3 separate regions of the Mus musculus genome follow, and regions 2 and 3 are each linked to region 1. Evidence: chromatin contacts called from public HiChIP or PLAC-seq data. All regions are on one chromosome and are shown on one strand. The core of a region is the stretch at or near the end of the contact, and the rest is flanking DNA. Distances in the headings are between cores, read along the strand shown.

The links. HiChIP or PLAC-seq counts read pairs in DNA pulled down with a chosen protein or histone mark.
Region 2: a contact with region 1 is called in a RAD21 HiChIP or PLAC-seq map of pro-B cells, with 16 times the contacts expected there. The contact joins two enhancer-like sites. A contact is called at or near these places in 1 of 39 promoter capture datasets (the C10 cell line), 1 of 15 datasets of contacts at CTCF or cohesin (pro-B cells) and 1 of 484 Hi-C or Micro-C datasets (the C10 cell line).
Region 3: a contact with region 1 is called in a RAD21 HiChIP or PLAC-seq map of pro-B cells, with 4 times the contacts expected there. The contact joins two enhancer-like sites. A contact is called at or near these places in 2 of 15 datasets of contacts at CTCF or cohesin (large pre-B cells and pro-B cells).

What each region holds. Positions count from the first base shown.
Region 1 is chr11:45,060,380-45,065,476 of GRCm38.p6, reverse strand. No RefSeq gene overlaps it. Among named protein-coding and RNA genes, the nearest start is that of Gm51859, 26 kb to the left of the region's middle. Within about 2 kb of position 2,661, at least 8 of the 459 cell types and tissues checked have an H3K27ac peak or open chromatin away from gene starts, as enhancers often do. A contact at or near this core is called in pro-B cells, where this site is marked.
Region 2 is chr11:45,531,021-45,536,117 of GRCm38.p6, reverse strand. No RefSeq gene overlaps it. Among named protein-coding and RNA genes, the nearest start is that of Gm22284, 110 kb to the left of the region's middle. Within about 2 kb of position 2,262, at least 10 of the 459 cell types and tissues checked have an H3K27ac peak or open chromatin away from gene starts, as enhancers often do. A contact at or near this core is called in pro-B cells, where this site is marked.
Region 3 is chr11:45,320,910-45,326,006 of GRCm38.p6, reverse strand. No RefSeq gene overlaps it. Among named protein-coding and RNA genes, the nearest start is that of Gm12159, 210 kb to the right of the region's middle. Within about 2 kb of position 2,151, at least 14 of the 459 cell types and tissues checked have an H3K27ac peak or open chromatin away from gene starts, as enhancers often do. A contact at or near this core is called in pro-B cells, where this site is marked.

The DNA of each region.
Region 1 (5,097 bases), core at 1,412-3,911:
ATAAAACCATGAGCAGAGTATATGATAAGAAAGATGAAAGTAGGCTACAGGTATCTTTTTGACACCTCTTTCTTTAAAAACCAAGTGTGTGTGTGTGTGTGTGTGTGTGTGTGTGTGTGTGTGTGTGTGTGTGTATGCATCCATGCATGATAGGTACTTTGAAATAGAAAATGTGTCATGTTAGAATGTTGATGTTTTTACTCTTATTTCCTTACATGTATCTATATTTGCATCTTTTATTTTCAAGTGTATTCATATTTTATCTATCTTTACATTTTTTTTAATTAGAAGCCTAAAGACAAGGTAGTAAAGAGATGAGTAAAGCAGGGGTGGGGCGGGGTTGGGGGGGAGTCATGAAGATAGAGCTTAGGGTCTGCAGCCCTGCCTTACAGTAGCTAAGGAATCGGAGGTAGAGCAACCATGGCTGCTGCTCTCAGGTTCCTACCAAAACCAGGAATGAAAGCAGCTCTGCCTAGCATAGCTGTTGTCCAAAATTTAATATCTGTTATGTATGGTGCTGATTCTTAAAAGTATATTTACGACCACTCTCCCTTTAAAAACCAAGTATGTGTGTATGCATGTATGGTAGGTACTTTGGAATAAAAATGTGTCATGTTAGAATGTAGATGTTTTTACCCACTTCATCATCCATTACCAGTCCTTGCTGGTAACATTCAATTCTGCTCCGTGGTGCCATGGCTACTAGAAACTGTTCAGGATAGACCTTCTATAAGTATGGAGCTGAGTTTCTATGACTTGTCTTCACCTTTTCCAATGGAGCTGAGTTCTTCCTACAAAATTTCCTGTGGCTGCTAGGAGGGATGGCTTGTATTTCCTCCTCAGAAATGGCCACCATCCTCAATAGCCCTGGCAGAGCCCCCCTGGATTCCATCTCGACATCTTGTCAGAGAAAATGAAACATGAATAAAAGAAATAGCTTCAAGATAGGGTTGTGTCTTCAAAATGGGTCAAGCATTCTGGCATTCAAGCCAATCCTACCCTGTGTTGCCTAGGAGACAAGCCATGTAACCAGCCTAAATCTCAGTTTCCTCTTCCAGGAAAGAGGAGTAGTCACAGTAGCTTACTCCCTGGAGCATCAAAGGACCTATGAGAGAATGGATTGAAAGTCATTAGTACTTAGCAGAGGCCTGGCATGGGACAAGTGCCCGATGTGTGAGAGCTGCTGCTGTTGCTCATCCATTGACACTCTCTGCTGGTGACATTCAATGCTGCTCCATGGGTACCACTGCTACTACAAACTGTTCAGTACGATTGGCTCTAATGTAGATCTATCAATAACTGTTTAGCACAGTGAGGAAATGTGTCACTCCCAACATGCAGCAGGCTTTTGATGCCTTCTCATCTTCGTGGTGTTTGAAAGTCAACAGTTTGGGTTCAACAGGGACGTTCTGGGCTTTATCATATTTATCCCAAGAGTATCATCTTTGCCTCCCAGAGAGATGAGAAAGGATCAGAGAGAGAGGGCCTGTTACAGCAATGAGCAAGTGATGGTTAAGTCTCAAAGCCATTCCCCTGGTGTTCAGTTCTTGCCTCTTTTCTGATGACTAATGTCAGGGCCCCTCTCTTTCTATGGAGACTTGCTAGGTACAGCAAGGTGGCATGGAGGTTGAATGGACCCCTCCAGAGCCTGAAGGTCTATGGGGATCGTGGTTTCACTACCTAATAGATTTGATTTGTTGTACTAGTGCCTGTATCATCTCGACCAGCCGTCCCAGAACAGGAAATGTTTTGTTGAAAGGGTTGTGTATAATTTCTGAATGGAATTGGTACTCAATGTGTTTTTGTGGTGCTTAGTACCACACCTATCACCAGACTGTAATGGTGCTGTGCTTGCCACTGCGTGGGCTACACAAACAGCTTCTAGTTAGGTGGTGTTCTGAGCTATAGGGAGGAGTAATGCTACACTAGAAAAGAACCAGATGACTATGACAGCAAGTGCTGGGTGACAGTGTGGATGTCTGAAACAGAGAACTGTAAGATATTAAATGTAGATAAGAATTTTATAAGGAATAACATGAAATGTATATTTTTTTAATAAAAAAAAAGCAATTAGTGGGTTGGGAGAAGCCACTTGCCACGAACCACAGTGTTGACAAAGCACTTTCCACACAAGCATGAGGACCTAAATTTGATTCCCAGAAAATTCCAGGCATGGTGGCATGTGCTTACACTGGTGAGGTAGAAACAGGTAAGTTTCTGGGACCTGCTGGCCAAACAGCATAGCCTAATCCATGAGCCAGAGCCAAGTAAAAGATCATGGCTTTAAACAAAATACAAGGTGGTTGACTCCTAGGGAACAACAGCTGGGGGTGACCTCTGGCCTACACACACACACACACACACAGAGAGAGAGAGAGAGAGAGAGAGAGAGAGAGAGAGAGAGAGAGAGAGAGAGAGAGAGAGTACAAAGCAGAATGCTGGGTAATCACCAGTGGCCTGGTGTTATCATGTGTCAGTCAATAGACAGAGGATTTCATTCTAGGTGACTACCCTAGTTGTTGGCAATATGTTCCGGATCAGAGGTCTATTCTGAACCTGTTACTCATTCATTTACCAAATGTTGGTGATTTTGCTTAAAACACCCTGTGATGTGCCAAGTGCAACACTAAGGAGAATTCCCTCAAGGGAGGGAGTGGTCCCAGAAGGAAGCAGATGAGCCCGTGATGTGAGTATAAGCAACGGCCTGGGAGCCTGATATATTTAGCTTGGGGTTCGAGTGGGGCAGCAAAGAAAGTTTCTGGAGATCTCCAAGCCAAAGGGGACTATACAGCTGAGGCCTGGGCAGCTACCCCTATTAATGTTTTTAATGAATCCCGTGTTTGCTGAATCCAACTGGGCTGGAAGTTGCAGCGAGTGGCATTTTTTTTTTTTTTAAATGTGGTCCTTAAGACAGCAGCCTCAGAGCACTGTCTGGTAACTGATTAAAAATGCAAAGCTCTCGGGCTTTACCCTTGAATTTCCTCAGCAACCCTGAAGATGGACTCCCTATGTTTGCTGCCTTAAATCCTCCAGATGGTCCAGTGACTCTGATAGGAGCTCAAGGTTTTGCCCTCTCTAAACACAAGCACTCAAATAGAATTAAGCAAAATATGAATGTCACTCCCAATACTCCACCACACACACACACACGCACGCACGCACGCACGCACGCACGCACGCACGCGCGCACATGCACAATACACAATGAGAATGTAGGTCCATGTTCCACAGTGATAGAGTGTTGTTAGCTCACTAAAACTGAAGCTCTTCTTCTATGTCGTCTTGGCATTCTCTGGGTATCCAAAAAGGTGCATGGCCCAGGGAGTTTGCACCCACTTCCTTAGGCACCTTTGGAGTCTGACAACCTTCTTAAGTACCTGCTGTGAGGATGGAAACACCAAGACACCCCTCCCCACCCCTTATTCTGCGAGGCCAGTAACAGCCTGTGGCTCTGTGCCTCATTTCTCTGTGACAATCAAAAACAGGATCTTGGTCTGCTTAATGGGTCCCCAAGGGGACCCCAAAGTTTCCAGTTGTGAGTCTCTGGACAAACGGAAGAAATAGAGAGTGAAAACAAGCACCGGCCCTTATTTCCCTAACTTGCCAATTGCAAACAGAATTTCGTTTTATAAACCATGAAATGATTCACAGAGGTCTGTGTATTATTCCAAAGCACAGCTGGCTAATGTAAAAGAATCATTTCCCTTGGTCCACTGGGCCACATACAATTCCCAAGCATGCCAATTTGTATTTGTTTATCTCGCTTTGTGAGTCAATGTATTGGGACTCCAATACAAGGACAGTGTTAAAAAAATATGCAGGAGAGGTGAGCAATCTTACACACTTCCCTTATCTCCGCAGCCTAACTCAGCTCATCATCTATACCGAGAGGTGGCTTCGATAGTTTGTAAAGCAGTACTTCCAGGTTGTTCCAGAACCTTCTAAGTTTCTTCAGCCTCTTAAGTCTTCTGAGCACCCCTCCCCCACCTCCAGGAACTCGTCTCAGTTTGGAGGAGGTGGCTACATAATAGAACATTCATCCACATTAGTAACATTTAAAGGCGTTAACTCTTAGAATACCCTATTTTCTCCCCCACAGACATTCCTAATCATAGAGGCTTTAAGGCAAGTTCGGACTTAGTGGGAAGGGAGGGACTCAGTACTGCCTATGAAGTAGCTTTCATTGGGCCCTTCTCTGTGTTCCATTCGTAAGAGCTCGCCTTCTTTTTGTAATAATTGCTTTTCTTTTCATATGACATAGTACTGACAAAAGCCACCTGAGGCAGGAAGGGCTGGATGGGGTTTATAGCTTTAAGGTATAGTGCATGCTGGGAGGGAAGCTTGGTGCCAACAGGAGAACGAGGCAAATCTGAGATAAAAGCAGACCTACTCACTGCCCAAATTCACTTGTATCCTGGCCTTGGATCCTGGCTGTGGCTTTCCTATTCGTAGCATAATGAGGGTGAAAATGTTGACAATCAGATGAATTCTGAAGAGATCTTTTGCCGAGATGGATGGCAAAAATAACCTTCAGCATTTTTAGCTCCATACAAAAAATGCAGCAGCATCTACAAAGAAGGGAAATCTTTTCTGTTAACTTTTATTCACCTTCATTTAATTTTTAAATATGTAGTAAACATGATTGTGGGGCTTCTCATTAGCCAGGGTATCTTACAGTCATAATTTTTGATACAGAACATTACTTACCAATTAGCCTGTCTTGTTCTTTTAAATTTCTTTGCTCATATTTTAATGGGAGCTAATGATGCCTTTGTTGACTTATTTAATGTTATGTAAATGTGGCTATAAAGTGTGAAGGGTTTAAGCAGAAGCCCTGATTTTGCTTACTCTTCAGATTTTGGAGTGTGTAGAATCCCCAGGAAACACACATATCACCACAATGGATGGAAGTGGCAGAGGAGGCCAAATAATAACACTAATTCCAAAAGCGAGCAGTAAGAGGTGTTCAGAGGAGAGGAGAAGGAGGCAGCATTTCTCTGGCTCTGGGTTAATTGTTCTTGTGGTATCAAAGGACTTTCAAAGTTAACTTTCTGCTCTTTGTTTTTTTGTTTGTTTGTTTGTTTGTTTTTTGTTTTT
Region 2 (5,097 bases), core at 1,013-3,512, 470 kb before region 1:
ACAAAACCAATTTCTTTATTTTTTTCTTCAGTTCCTTTCCCCCCATGTGGTCACAAACAGATTGACTTCTCTTGAGCATTTGTTACAGCTGGGTCTCCTCCTCTCTTCTTTAAGAATCTCAAAAGTTTGAAGACTGATTCCATTTTGCTCCTTCCCTATTCCCAGAGTTTTTGAGTCTCAAGTGTCAAGTTTCCTCCGCCTGGCCTCCTTAGGCCGTTTCTCAACAGCATCATCAAATCAAATCTCTTCTGCAGCGTAGGCAGAGGTCGTTCCACCTCGGAAGCGTTTGTCCATGATTCTGCAAGCTTCAGTTCTGTCTTCCCACTAAGACTCTCTGAGAGCATGGAGCAGATCCCAGAATTTCTAATCCTCTCTGCAGCAAAGCCAGCCTCTTCCCACACTCCAAGAAACAGGAAAGGGGGAAAGCAGAATGTGGTCCTCACAGAAGCCTGGCCCTGGCCCCAGAGCCCTGTCTGTTCCTGTGATGTTCCACACCCTTGCTAGTTACTTACTGCCTCCCTGAGAGGCCATCGAGGGGAGAGAGCGATTAGGGTCATCAAGATAAGGCTTGAAATATTCAAACTGGAAGCAAAAAAAGGGCTGTTTTTCCAATAGTAAGCAATCAGGGAACAGGAGGATATAATTTGAAGATTAGGGAAGTGAACAAAGAACAGAAAATTAACTTTATAGCAACGAGGAGCACAGTCTGTTTGAAGAAATAAACCTCCGCAGAGCATTGTTGATAAAATCAGACTGTTGATTTAAACGAGGAAATATGAGCAAATCAGCTGGGGGTTTGGGCGATCTGTGGAAGTTGAGGGTGAAACTTTAGGCAAACCTGGAAAGCAGGTTTTCTGCATTCCAGAAACCTCATTCCTAAGTGAGAATGGATGAGCATGTGTGCATATATGGTAAGTGTGTGTGTGTGTGTGTGTGTGTGTGTGTGTGTGTGTGTGTGTGTGCATGCAAGTATGAATGTGTCTATGTAGATATGCATATGCATACATGTATCTAAGTGTATGTGTGTAAATGTGTATGTGTGTGCACATGCACATGTGTGTATGTGTATACATCAAGGGTATACAGAAGAGGGATGTATCTTACTGGGATGTTTAAATCATTTTCATCTGGGATTGTCTTTATTTAGAACGTGGCATTTACTACTAAGAACTAGGAAACACCAGCCTCCATTCCTGAAAAGACCAGCACTGACTTGTCTTCTGGAGCCAAAAAGTCTCAAGAGAAGCTGTGGTTCTCCAGGTGGCTAGAACAGGGCTTCTTCTCACTATACAGGGGAGGGCTGACCACATTAGGACAGGAGGCCTGTCTGCTATGGGGATGAAGAGATCCTTTTCTCTGCTGGAAGAAGCTCTGAGTTTCTCAGTGTTAAGTTTTCCTGGTCCAGCATTAGCTTTCATGAAGTGTTTGTTAAGAGCTTAGATTTCTCATGGTGGGAGATGCAGAGAGCATCCCTGAATATCAGAGTGGTGTGCCTCCTGCCTCTGTATCCCTTTCTCCTCCTTCTGTCGTGTTCTGGGACCTTGGAAATGTCAGTATGGGAACCCCTTCCTTCCTGCCTCTTGGTGCATTCAGAGGATGGGAGGCACTGTGCGCGAGTGAGCTTGAGGAGAGTGCGTGGTCCCCTCCTCCCCTGCCAGGTTGTAGGTGGGCTGGTGGCTTTCTCTACTAAAGGGAAGGGTTTCTCTATACTACAGCCACAGCTCAATAAAGCTCTCTCTCGACTCAGGAATCTAGCTTTGCCCCTTTAGGTATCAGAGCTTTGTGGTTCCCAGACACTAGAGCTTTTGGAAGTCCCCTTCCATCCTCTGTCTAGAATTCTGAATAGATATAAAGGATGAGAATGCTTTACCCCATACTGAAGAGCCTGTCACAAATTGACAATGAGCTCTTGGATGGACTGGTTTATCTTGAATGGACTCAGTTTCTTCATCCATGAAATGGGATGATAATGAGGTAGGTGACTTCACTGACATGTGCTATGAGTTCTGCCTTGTGGTACAATGTGCTGGCATTTAGGAGAAAACCAACATCGGTTGAACTCCTACTTCTGATGCTGATTGGCTCTGTGGTCTTGGGCAATTATTTCTTTTCAAACATGGTTTTTAAAAATGTGAACAATTTTTTTTTTATGCGTCTGCTGGTTTTGCCTCCATGTATATTTTTCTGTACCACTTGTGTACATGATGCTTGAGGAGCCAGAAGAGGGCGGTAGTGAGCTGCTCCGTGGGTGCTGGGAGTCAAACCCAGGTCATCTGGAAGATCACCCAGTGCTCTAAACTGCTAAACCATCTCTCCTGCCCTTGGCCAGCTCTCCTTATCTCTCTGAATCTTGGCTTGTGTCATCAGTAAAACAGGGATAACAACCCAGCTAAATACACAGCCATATGTGATGGCTGCTTTAACGTTCCTCCTGACATAGGAGACCACTCCCTGCTTTCCTGCAGGGGAGAGCCCCGTGCAAATTTTTTTTTTTAAACCTCTAATATTGTTCCACTGACAGTTGAGCTCAAACTTTCCAATCTGTTTGCTTCTTGCACACCTGTTCCTGAAGCTTTTCTTCAGAAGGATGTGGGCCAATGACTACTTAAGAAAGGGACTCAGAGACGGCCCATGTCACTTTATTGGCATGGTGATCTGAGCTGTTCCTTGTACTTTGGGAGTGCTCTGAAATAGTTGACACGTATCAAGGACTTTACTCTTTGTTCTTTGTACAGATGTCACCTGTACAGCTCAGGGATAGGACCTTATATTTTTCTTGGCACCTACTACATACCTAGATTTTAGATTCTAAAGGTCTTTTATCCAACTGCTCCTGTCTGCCACCGAACTTGCCATTAGTAATTCTGATCATAAATCTTCGTAAAATGTATAAAGCATATAGTATATTTATTCTTAAAATGTCTGCATGAGGTTTCAAACTTTCAATGGGTGGCCTGCTTAAGTGTCCTGGCGTGAGTGAAGCTGGAGTTTTGAAAGATTTATCACAGCTATTCTCATGCTCTGAGACCTCCACTTTCATTTTAGCATCTGGGCATCCAAGCACCCAATGTGTAAGTGTTAATAGCTGACCAGTGACTCCTTTGCAGTGACTCCTTTGCCATTGCCCAAGTGGGGAATCATCATTCTATTTCCATTGACTATAAACAGGCCACATTTGTCAGTACTTGCCGATGCTTTCCAACATAGTATCATTCGGTTTGTTCTTCAAATCATCTACTGACCACCCACCTATCCATCTACCCATCCACCCTTCTAACCATCCATTCATCCATTTATCCATCCAGCAACCTATCCATGTGTCTAACCACCTACCTACCCACCCACTCACCCACCTATCCATCCATCCATCCATCCATCCATCCATCCATCCATCCATCCATCCATCTATTCATACATTCACCTATCCACTCGGCTACCAGTTTATCTACCTATGTACCCACCTGTCCACCCTGCTCACCCACCCACCTATCTATCCATCCACCCATCCACTCTTCCATCTATCCATCCACCAATCTGTCCATTCACCTGTTCATACACGCCTACCCACTACCAGTTCAGCTACCTATCCACCCCACTCACCCAGTCACTTATCCACTACCCATCTAAAAAGCATCACAGACGGCATTCTTTAAAAATGTACAATGGACCAGTTATAGCCTCAGACTTAATACAAAACAAATTGGCAGATGACCCTAAAAAAAATAATAATAATAAATGCTCTTACAAGTGAGATACACCAAGTGTCTAATAGTGGTATTGGACAATCTTGAAATGCACATAAAGGAAAATGGGGCTGACTAAGAAAGCATTACTTTAGAGTGTGGGGACAGAGCTGTATCTTAAAGGATAACTGAAGTAGTACTGAGGCAAAGGAAAGGGGAAAATTGAGTAGAGGAGCCATGAAGAGGGAAGTAAGGAAAAGACGGACAGAAAATTGAAGTCCCAAAGTAGAGCAGCTAGGTGGAGTGAAGTATCTGAGAAGCAGGGAATGGGGAAGGTGGGAAGGCTGGTTGGTGCCAGACCCTGGAAAAGAGCACGGTTAAGTCAGTTAATCCAGTGTGGAGCAATGAGGCAGGGAGGGCTCCTGAGGCCCCATTCTCAGCCGAGGGGCAGATGGCTGGCTGCTGATACATTCAGGGGGAGGGAGAGTCAACTTTCTTTGGGGTTGTAGCCATGGGTAGGCTGCTCACACATATGGGCAGAACTAGTTAGAGAGAGAGAGAGAGAGAGAGAGAGAGAGAGGAAAAGACAGACAGACGGACCTAAAATTTCGAAGAAGTTGTGTTGAGGGAAGGCCAAGGGGAGTTGCAGGGAAGGAGTGGGAGGTAGATATATTGGATACATGTATGACATTTCCAAAGAGTATAAGAAATACAAACAGAAGAGCCTGGACTATAAAACTGGGGAACATAAAGCAGTAAGCTTCCCATCCTGGGACTGGAGACTTGAAGCCTCTCCCTGGCAGGGAGAGGCATCATGGAGGAAGTGCATCATGGTGTAGTATGTGGAGTGTTTGCCTTTTCTCTTAACCAAGTCACAGACCTTTCAGTGAGGCTTCAGTGGGTTCTGCTGTGTGTCTAATCAAGGAACCATGGACAGGCGCTAGTTATGATATCCCAGTTCTTTCAAAAAGGGAAGGAAACGTAGGCCTTTGCTTAGGGGACTGCATCTTAGTCGTGTCCGAACAGTAACTTCATGCGCAAAGCAAGTGAATTATCACCGTAATTAAAGTTTTCAACACACATCCCTGAAATTAGACATCTAGAAAAACAAAGCCAGTGTGCAGCTTGTTGAATTGGTAGATAGTAAATAACATTACAGTCACTCCACAAATGAAGAAGTGGAACAGCTGCCTGCACATGTAACTCTGTCTGTCCCAACTGTAACAAGTCCCCTTCTCTGAAAATAACTACTTTTTAATGACCCGCGTCTTACACTGGTCTATGGCTTTATCAGCTGTGGACATTACCTCATCCTCTAGTCTTGCTCGTGTATATGATTTTTAAATGTTATAGATCTTTTCAAGTCTATGGCTCCCCCTTCTTCATTGCCTTTAAAAACAATTACATGTATGTC
Region 3 (5,097 bases), core at 902-3,401, 260 kb before region 1:
ACACACACACACACACACACACATACACACACACCGAGAGACACACACAAAACCAGCTAATTAAAATATTAACACTTAAATGAACAACCTGACCCCAAATGATGTCTACATTAGACATATTTCAAACTCTGCTTTCCCAACCCCGTACATTTTGGTTTACTTATGTTCTTCAGAGCCATAGAAGCAATAAGTGACCAAGTGACCACAGTGTGTATTGTTAATGTGGTTTGGACAAATGATTTCCAGAAGTTACACTGAAACTCTTCTCCCTTTCTCAATTCTACAAAGCAGACTTTCTGGGGGCACTTCACCATTGTATTGTGAAAGACAAGGGCAGTGCCATATATGCCTATTTATAATCCTGGCATTTGTCTGGCTTGGGCAGGAATTTTAAGAGTTCCAGGCAAGCTTCAGCTGTATATGGAGTTTGGGGCTAGCCTGAGTTATAGAACCTTTCTCAGAAGCAAAAACACAAGGAAGAAAAAGGAGGTAGTGAGTCTATACACCTACTCAGTCCAAAAAGAATACAAAGAAAACTGAAAACTCACCCTGGATAGATAATCCAGAATGATCACCATGCTTTCTTTAGAGTATCTCCTGATGAGAATTTTGAGAATCCAGGTCACTCTTACCTCATCTTTAGCTCTTTGAAACCCTGGGCACTAAGTCCATCAGTGCAGCCCTTTCTAAATTCCCCTTCCCTAGGTCCCTGTCCGAATGTGTGATTTACTTCCCTTATAGAGTCTCTAAGGTAGGCTAGTTCTCTTGTAGGGGCATGGGCTACCAGTCCCAGACATGGAATCTGTCCTTCAGTTATTCCATAGCACTTGATAGGCCTCTCACAAACTCCCCAATACACATACCTATTTGTGTTTTGTCTTATTGTTTTATTTAGAATATAAGTTAATTGATCGTATGCTGTTACCTTGATAATTTTTGTACTTGTAAGTGTGCTCACTCATGAGAAAGCTATATCTGATTTGTTTATGGATTCTATATGGATAATAATAAATGTCTCTGAGTATGGCAATTTCATATAGGACAGTATGATAGTTAATTTTCATTGTTAGCTTGACTGGGATTAAAGTCACATGGGTATGTCTGTGAAGGTTTCTTCACAAAAGTTTTACTGAGGCCAACCAAATGTAGAGGCATTGTCCCCTCAGGCTGGGGACAGAAAGTGGAGTGGGCAGCTGTGTTCGTGTCTTGTTGCTTCATGACTGAACACAGTGTGGCTGTCTTCCACATACTCTTGTCCCATGCCTTCCTGTCATTAACAGATTCCCTCAGAATTATGAACTGAAACACACCCCCAATTTTATGTTGGGTGTTTTACTGCAGAAACCTAAAAAGCAATACAATTATTTTTGGAGATAGTCTCCCAAACTGTAGTTCAGGCTGGTCTGGAACTTCCTATGTAGTCTGAGCTGACTATGAATGTGTGGTAAACTTCCTGCCTCAGCTCCATGAATGCTGGGATTTAGGTATGAGCCCTGATTCCCTGTTCTTCCACAGTGCTCAATTCATAGAATCCCCTGGAAACATTCATTAGTCATCCTTACCATCCATTGATCACTGTGGTATTTTGTGAATCATTCTTGCTACTTCTTACCTATCACTTAGTTCACTAATGTTCCTATTTCAGAGTCACGAGCTGAGGCACAAGGAAAGTGAGGTGGTAACCAGAGGCCATCTCGCTAGTGCAGAGCAGAGCAGGGTAAGCAGTATGTGGATCCTACAAGACTCAAAGCTCTTGATGTGAAGAACTGAGTAAGAGAAGCATCTAGTTGGACTCTCAAGCTGGAGATGGGGAAATGACAGACTGACAGTCAGTATTGCTCTCTCAGGTCCTATGGGCTATAAATGCAAAGTCGATGGTGCCAGTAAATGAGAGAAAATTTAACCCTCAATTTGTGTCAAACTCAAGTTCTGTAAATACTAGTTAGATCTCATCAAACCACTTGTCAAAGTGCCAAGAAGGGTTTCATTTTTTAAAAGCACATGCAACTTCTTTCAATCTGCTTGACTGGCCAAGCCAGGAAAAACAGGAAAAGGATTTTATTCTGTGAAGATCACCCCCACCCTCACTGTGGTTGTTGGGCCAAGCCGGCCTGCCAAGTAGACAGTTAAAAGAGTCAACCAGGTGTGGGCAACGTCTCCAAGGCTGATACAGAAATAGGCATTAACTTTAAAGCCACTAGCTTTAATGTCGGGGAAGAACATGTAAGGCGTGCACATGTAAGGCGTGTCTAGTCAGAGAAGCTATCATGACACAAGCCCAAATGGGACAAGACATTTATTTGCATTAGATCCTGAGGTCCCCATGAGAGAGCTATGGCGAGGGGATCTTTCTTTCTTCACAGTGCTTAGCATTTTAAGTCTGGTGGAGCAGGCTGGGTAGTTATGACTCATTTTATGAAAGGAAGATCTTGAGATTCCTGCAGTAAATACCTGGGAGAGAGAGAGAGAGAGAGAGAGGGAGAGAGAGAGAGAGAGAGAGAAACAGAGACAGAGAGACAGAGACAGAGAGACAGAGACAGAGAAAGAGACAGAGAGAGAGAGAGACAGAGAGAGAGAGAGAGAGAGAGAGAGAGAGAGAGATCCAGAATTTGAGCAACTCAACTTTCATGGTATATGGGATTTAAAAAGCAGAAGATTACAAAGTTACACTGCCTGGAATATCTGAAGTATAGATCTTCCCCTTTCTCCCTCCCTTCATCCCTTCTTCTCCCCTGCCTCTCTCTGTCTGTCTCTGTCCTTTCTCTGTATGTATCCATGTGCTGCTATCTGCTTTGGATCTTCTGGTTTCAAGAGAACAAACCACAGATACATACATACACACACACACAAATGCACATACACACATATACATGAATGCACATACACACATATAGAAAGAGAGACAAGGATAGAGATAGATAGAGGCAGGGGAGGAGAACAGATGGAGGAAGAGAGAAGGGAGAAGATCTACACTTCAGGTATTCTGGGTAGTGTCACTTTGTAGTTCTATTGAATCTTCAGCAGGAATTTGCACTGGTAAGGGCCAGAACATCCAGGTCTCTGTGGGATATAGTTTATTCTACACCAACCCATTGTAGCAATAAGAAGATTTTCTTGTCTCATTAGAGTTTTGGCTTCACTAATCAAGAAAGACAAAAGATGAACGCAGAAGTTTACATTTGGGAAAGATGCTCAGGATACATTGAAACTGAGTTCCTGCTGAACTAACCATCATGAAAGCTCTACATAGTGCTATTGTGTGTGTGTGTGTGTGTGTGTGACCAGTGTTGGCAGGTATAACCATATCATACCCAAGGACATAACAATATACAATCAGTTACTGCAGACTTTCTAGACTCCCATTGCCCTTAAATAGGTAGATGGATCGCTGGATTGTAAGGTATAGGCTTAGGGTAGACTGGAGAGTCCTCTTTAAAAATGAGGGCAATCATAGAGGAAGTAAGCCATTAGGAAGTCTGCACAATCGAGGTTACTTCTAAACCCGTCCTTAATGAGAGAGATGAAGAAAATAAATTTGGTCAATTAGAAAGTAATGAAGACCTTGCAAAAAAGGACTATCGACAAAAGGCCAGCAAGGGAATTCTTGAGTAATTTGAGTGTAACACACACTGTACGAATCAGCAGGTCAGAGTGGTGTGCCTCCCTCCGAGAAGATTAAAGGCATTGGTACTGGGCCCGCTCAGTTTCTCTCCAGTTATTTCTCCAACTAGCAAGCAAAAATTTGATCTGAGATGAACCCAGAGGATAGGGAAATGGGGATTCTCAACTTCAAAATCATGGTGATTATTCAGCCGAGGCAAGCCAAGGCCTCAGCAAGAGAACTGGGCCCAAAGGAAAGATTACCTCAACCTCAAAGAGAAAGAGATGTGAAGGGCAGACTAGAAAAACTTTACTGTATAAACCAGTTCATTCTTTCTTTGTTTCCCCCCAAGGTAGTATCTTTGTCTGTATTTCAGGCTGCCTTCTATCTTACAATCCTATTTTTCAGTCTCGGAAACCATGGGTTTGCAGATGTATATCACAGGGTTCAGTGTCCCAGCTTAGCCAGTTTTAGAATTAGATTATCAGAAGGCCATGCAAGTGGTTCCGGGTAAATCTCTCCCATTTATGCTGTCAGAGGGAATGACAGTGAACTATGCTCTTAGCAAGGCAGATGATGAACACATCCTTTGTTTTATTTGTTCTGTATCCATCAGGGAAAATTACAGAGCTCAACTCATCTAGGAATGCATTCTGTGGGTTTGCTTCCATAGTGTGTGTTCATGTGTGTGCAGAGGTGAACATGTGTATAGCAAAGTACATACATGTGTTGAGTACATAATGGGGCTTAAGAGTTTTCAAAGTCATGACAGATACATAGTGTGAGTGTTGACTACTAGCTTACAAGATATTCCAGATGCTGGTCTAGGACTTGGTATGATTTTGAGCCTAGGAATAAAATCTACAGAATCATAGGGAATCATTGATCCCTATGGTCTGCCTAAATATTTACTTAAGCATAAGCTACTACTAACTTCTCTAACAATATGTACAGTGGTAGTATTGTACTGCACTTGAACTTGTACTGTGCCTGGGGAAGGGAGGATGCTGTTACAATAACACCACCTCTGATCTCTATATATGTTCCATGACACATGTACACCTGCACACATACAAACACACACATGAACAAACCCCCACACACATACTACATGTACATCCTATACATTCTCAGTAAGAAGAAAAAAATAACTTCAAAATTTAAAAAATAATAAGAGAAAAATCATTAGAGAAGAAATCTAAGACGTTACTTATCTGTGCAAGACTAATTCTACACAGCCCATGTTTATGGAGAAGTGAATGCTTTCTTCAATAGGCCTGCTGAGTGAATCTCCAGTTAGTTCAGTCCATTGCTGTGTCATCTAGCCAGGTTAAAGGACTCACATGGAACTGTTTGCCAAGAACTATCATGAAAGTGTAAAGCCAGGTTTTCTAGACTTCAGTCTTAAAAAAAAAAAAAAATAAAGACCCAGACACTGGAGTTATTCCAGAGGAAAACCAGCACATAATTAAGGAAATGGAGTCGAGAAACTGATT